2 separate regions of the Mus musculus genome follow, and region 1 is linked to region 2. Evidence: chromatin contacts called from public promoter capture Hi-C data. All regions are on one chromosome and are shown on one strand. Each heading gives the region's core, a stretch centred on a gene start, on an enhancer-like site or on the middle of the called end of the contact. The rest is flanking DNA. Distances are from core to core; before and after follow the strand shown.

Region 1 (2,875 bases), core at 235-2,734, 140 kb after region 2:
CTTCTGGGCTCACGCCCTGAGCTCAATCAGATGCCCTCCATGACCCACCTTACGAACGCTCCTCCCCCGTGATGGAGGAGAGGACCATTTTACAGTTAAAGAACCTGAGTCTCAAAGAAGTACCACGGGATGGTGATATGACTCAGTGGATAAAGGGGCTTGCCAACAAGCCTGAGGACTTGGGTTCAATTCCTGACACCCTTCTCTGCCCCAGACCATGATCCTCCTCTTGCCCCAAGCCACGCCCCCTCCTCTGCTGTCCCATTCTCCGTCCAGATTGACCCAGGGTTCACTCCTCCGGGCTTGACTTTCAGCCTAGTGCTTGACACAGAACCATTTGTTAATGAATGAATGACTGATGAACGGACATACTCGTTTGGAGGCAGCTCATCCCGTGTGTTGGTTAGGTGATTCCTGGTGATGCTAGCAGGGGTCAGATGCCAGGGATGCACAACTGACCTCTGAACTCCCTTGCCCTCTGGTGACTCTGTGGGGGGGGGGGCGGGGCTGTATAGCTCAGAGTCTGGGGTGAGGGTGCTCCCCAACATCACAAATCAACAAAGACGTGGAGCAGGCTAGACGGCTAGAAAGTCATCCCTGAAGAACAGATTCTGACCTGCTCTGGGCTGGTCCAAGCTGACTCCGATGTACCCCTGCACACAGCTGCAGGCAAGGCTGGACCACGCGTCCAGACTCTGCACTTCTCGGGCCTAAGTGCGCCCCTGCCAAGCCCTCAAGTCTCCCCTGAACCCACCAAGGCACCGGTGTCTGCAGAGCCCAGCCCTGGCCGCACGCCTGCCCTGCGGGGTGGCAAAGAGAAAGTTGGCCGCTTGAAGCCTCCACCTAGAGTCCCGATTACTGATTAACCAGTCCCAGCGCTTCTCTGTGCGTGGCCTGGAGCCGCAACTCGCCCCAGTGGAAGAAAGTCCAAGTTACACATCTTTGTCACCGCGGACCAGGGCAGTGCGCGCGCCACCCCGGAGGGCGCGACCCCGGGGACAGGGCGCAGGCTCCAGCGCCAGCCGCAGGCCCTCGAGGGGACAGCTCTCTGCAACAGGCGCCGTCCCTCCGAAAGCAAAAGGCCACGGCTTCCCCGCCAGAGGAAGGGTCAGCCCTGGCCTGCACAGCGCGATCCCGAGACACGCGCGAGCCGCGGACGCGCGTGGAGGGAGCGGGGGGCCAGCCCTAGGCATCCTTCGCCGACATTCCCCGGCCGCAGATTCAACGGGATCCACCCCCCTCCCCCAGCAAGTCCGCAGCCGGACTCCGCACGCGGCTCCTCCCGCTCTCCGTTTCGCCCTCCCTCCGCTAACTTTGCCAACTTTACACGCGGCCCCGCGGGCAGGAGTGGGCGTCCCCGTGCGTCTCCGCGCGCCCCCGCGGCCCGCCCGCGCGCCCCCGCGCCCTCCGCGCACCTACCGCAGTGGCCCGCCGGCGCCGCACCTGCCCGCCCGCACCTGCCGCGGCGCGCGCAGCCTCGCCGCTGGGGGGCGGGGCTCGGGCGGGAAGCGCCCCGTCGCCGTGGCAACCGCACCCGGTGGCGCCTGCGCAGAGCGGCGAGGGGCGGAGCGCGGGAGCCCGGAGCCGCGAGACTATGTGGGGCGCGCCCCCTGCCGGGTGGAAGCGGCATTGCGCCACGGTGCCGGCCAAGGCACCTACTGTGTGCCCCGAGGTGGGGTGACAGAGCATTGCCCACCAAGGGCCCTGCTACTGCGCATTCCTGACCAGCTGTCTTGTTCGTTTTCATTAATCATATCGACCACTATGGTTTTGGTTTTTTTCTTTCTTTTTATATTCCTTTCTCTTAAAAACAAAACTATTTCTTTTATTGTTAGATATATGTGTATATGTGCACGTAAGTGCAGGTGCTGACAGAGGCCAGAAGAGGGCAACAAATTCCCAGAAACTGGAGTTGGAGGAAGTTGGACACCATGTTGGAAATTAACGCTAGCAGGAAGGATGGATGAGATAGGGGATTTACGGAGGAGAAACTGGGAAGGGGGATAACTTTGGAAATGTAAATAAATAAAATAACCAATAAGAAATAAAATACACCATTGCATACACCAGCAAGATTTTGCTGAAAGGACCCTGATATAGCTGTCTCTTGTGAGGCTAACACAGAAGTGGATGCTCACAATCAGCTATTGGATGAAACACAATGGAGTAGCTAGAGAAAGTACCCAAGGAGCTAAAGGGGTCTGTAACCCTATAGGAGGATCAACAATATGAACTAACCAGTACCCCCAGAGCTCGTGTCTTTAGCTGCATATGTAGCAGAAGATGGCCTAGTCAGCCATCATTGGGAAGAGAGGCCCCTTGGACTTGCAAACTTTATCTGCCTCAGTACAGGGGAACACCAGGGCCAAGAAGTGGGAGTGGGTGGGTAGGGGAGTGGGACAGGGAGGGTATGGGGGACTTTTGGGATAGCATTTGAAATGTAAAATAAGAAAATACCTAATTAAAAAAAAGAAACAAAATAAATAAATTCTAGGCTTACAAAAGTGATGCATTCCACCACTAACGAGCTCCTAATTAAAAAAAAGAAACAAAATAAATAAATTCTAGGCTTACAAAAGTGATGCATTCCACCACTAACGAGCTCCTCGTGCTCCAGTCCTCTTCCTCTCCCCAGAGGCTCCCTATGTTGTTGCTCAGGTTTGAGCTCCTGAACTCAACCCATTCTCTCCTCAAGTCCCTTCCTTTACCCCAGTAGCTGGAACATCTCTGGAACGCTACCCTGCCAGCCTATGCATCTTTGCTAAGTACCTTTTCTATGCTGGGCTCTGGGGACTCCGCTCTGAGGGAGCTGATGGATCCAGGTTCTCACGGGACTTCACCAGCATTAGGGAGAAACATCGCATGTGTAAATTGA
Region 2 (2,887 bases), core at 166-2,665:
GCGAGCGATGTCACACTCCCCCCATCCACCAACCATGCTCAGGCCACCCGCTTTATCACGTGACAATTCTGGGACCGGGGACAACAGGCATCGCTTCCGGTTTTTTTGTTTTTGTTTTTGTTTTTTTGTTTTTTTGTTTTTAAAGATGAAGCTGTCAGCACCCAGAAACACCAAGCAACTCAAGCGAGGTCACACAGGAAAGGCGGAGCTTGAAGCCCACATCCCCCGAAGCCTGGTGCCCGGGAACTCCACTGGGTCAGTTGTAGCCCTCAGCCCTGGGCTCTAGGTCCCATCAAGATCCAGCCAGGTACCTTGTAGCTGCCCCCAAGGCCTCCATGGCTCTTGCCAGCTGCAGCCTGCTCAGGTGCTCCGTGCTGCTCCGCCATCTCTCTGGGGATACTTCTGCCTCAAACTGGAGGAGAACCAGGTCACCAGCTGCGGCCAGCAGGATCAGGGACTGGTGGGTTCCCACCCAAACAGCACTGAGGGCCAAGATCTATAATCAGTCAACAAACACCTCCTGGACACCTGCTTTGGGCCACGCATCTGGGCCAGTCAGTGGGACTGGGGAATCCCAGAGGCCCAGTAATGAAAGACCAGTTTACTGAGAACACAGGGAAGAAAGGACTTAAACTGGATGGCACTCTCCCCCCACCCCACACACACAACCAAATGCTCCCTGTAAAGGGCTGGGTATCTCTATGGGCTCTCTGCAGCCTCAGTGCCCAGGACTGGACCTCAGGACAGCCAGGGTGGACAGCAGACCACAGCAGGCAGGAAAAACAGACGGACTGAGCAGCCATTAAATGGGCCAGGTCTTTGGAAACCATCCCTGACCGTGAAGCTGACTATTGAGTGCTTACCGTGTTCTAGGCTCTCGCATAGTGGACCCTGGAAGTCTCTCTTAGCCTCAGGAGGCAGAGACCTAGGACACAGGTCTGCAGACATTTGCTCGCCAGCAAGGGTGTATGGGCGTGCACACACATGCACTGTCCTGCACAACACCTGTCCCCGACTGACCCGCTCCTCCCTCATGACACACTTGTGTGAGGTCCAGCAGCTTCTGCTCTGTATCTAACCTGCATCATTAGGACATGGGCCTTGGCCCACTTCATGGGGATGACCGGGTATTCCCTTTCTCAGAGCTGCCCACTCCTTGGTCCTCAGCCCACACAAACAATTGGGACCCAGCCTCGTGCTCAGACCCGCAGACAATACAGTTCACCAGCTCTGTCTGTGGCTGGGCCTAGTTGGCAGGCTTGGTTCCTGGAGGTCACCCTCCCTACCCTCGAGTGAGCCAGACAAGGGCCATGCACACCAGAGAGACCCGAGGTTGCACCTTCCTCAACAGTACACTCCCCCCTGCCTCACCCAGTCCAGTACAAACCTGCTTCCAGGACCAGTTGTCTCCAGACTGGCGTGCCTCCAAGGCTGGCCTATTTATGGGCATGTTCTGTTGGCCCAGCACATTACGGGATGCTGAGATAGCATCCTGTCCACCCGATCCTGTCCGGGCCATTTCATCCTAATGGTGTGTCCGGGAAGGCCCCCTAAGGCCAGTCACCTCTTGCACAAGTCTGATGACTTCCTGGGAACCGATGGCCTTTGCTGGCTTTGTGGGATGCTGGCCAGACTACACATGTCAATGATGAGACTGTGTTTGAAAGAGGCCACATCAGTTACTTGGGGGTCATAAAGCTGTTTGCTGTAGGCTCAAATCCTCAAGTCAGCCTACATCCCAATTTCGGATCCTTGGGGTGCCATTTTACAGATTCCACGACTGAGGCAAATCACTGAGTTCTTACGGTCAGAGCTACAAACTGAATTGAGTTTCAGTGTGTGAGTATGCATCGTGTATGTGGCTGAGTGAGCCTGGGTGCACACAGATGCCAGAAGAAGAGGCTGGTGCCCCCGCTTTACCCTGCTTTGCTGTATTCCCTTGAGACAGGGTCCCTCACTGAAAACGGAGCTAGATCCACAGCCAGCCCCAGCAATCTTCCTGTCTCCATCCCCAACCACTGACACAAAGTTTCTCTGTATAGCCCTGGCTGTCCTGGAACGCACTCTATAGACCAGGCTGACCTTGAACTCAGAAATCCACCTGCCTCTGCCTCCCAAGTGCTGGGATTAAAAGCGTGTGTCGTCACTGCCCAGTTCACCACTGGCTTTTCGTGGGGTGCTGGAGATTTGAACTCTGCTCCTTGTGCTTGCACGACCACTTAGCCATCGTCCCAGGCCCATAAACAAATGTACTGGTTAGCACTAAGTCACTGTGGCTAAAATGTCTGACAGAAACAAGGGTGGACAGTTTATTTTGGCTGGCAGTTTTAGACGACTGAAGCCAAGGTTGCTGGTTGCCACATATTTGTAGAGAGTGTCATGACATGGGGCGTGTAGTAGACAAAGTTCTTTGTTTTGAGGCAAGATACCGAAGCAAGGAGACGGACATGGGAAGGGGGCAGGGACAGGACGCTCTGGAGGACCAGACCCCAGCTGCTTCTTCCAGTCAGACCAGCTCCTAAAAGCTCCAGTTTCCAAAAATGGCACTTGCACTTCTGTCTGTCTGGAAGCCAGATGCTCTACGCATGAGATTGTGGGGGACATTCCGTGACAGTACAGGGTTTCTTCTTCCTGTAGCTCAGAGGCTGTATGCTGGCTTAGCACGAGGGAGGCCTGTGTTCCTCCACACAAATCAACCAGCCGCAGATCATCACTGACGGGGGCCAGAGGCAGGAGGATCAGGAATTCAAGAGTAGCCTCCATTGCAGGGTTGACGACAGCCTGAGCTGTCGCGATGAGAGGTCACGTGAGCACAGCACACATCACATGGCTGTCACTTGATTCCATTCCCCCAGGACCTCACCTACCACTGATCACATTAATGGCC

What was found. Capture Hi-C pulls out chosen DNA fragments and counts their contacts.
Region 1: a contact with region 2 is called in a promoter capture Hi-C map of pancreatic islet. The contact joins the promoter of 2900026A02Rik here to the promoter of Crybb3 in region 2. A contact is called at or near these places in 19 of 39 promoter capture datasets (the C10 cell line, the HPC-7 cell line, HPC-7-derived erythroid cells and 13 more), 3 of 15 datasets of contacts at CTCF or cohesin (embryonic stem cells and hippocampal excitatory neurons), 134 of 484 Hi-C or Micro-C datasets (the AML12 cell line, the AtT-20 cell line, B cells and 75 more), 28 of 115 datasets of contacts at active chromatin or transcription factors (the HPC-7 cell line, astrocytes, bone marrow-derived dendritic cells and 20 more) and 5 of 9 other capture datasets (adipose tissue, embryonic tail, liver and 2 more).

What each region holds. Positions count from the first base shown.
Region 1 is chr5:113,219,792-113,222,666 of GRCm38.p6, forward strand. 2900026A02Rik (RIKEN cDNA 2900026A02 gene) reads right to left here and starts at 1,485. Exons shown (of 13, transcript NM_001375886.1): 1 at 1,420-1,485.
Region 2 is chr5:113,080,169-113,083,055 of GRCm38.p6, forward strand. It overlaps Crybb3 (crystallin, beta B3), which reads right to left and starts at 1,416. Exons shown (of 6, transcript NM_021352.3): 1 at 1,388-1,416; 2 at 312-482. The coding sequence starts at 386.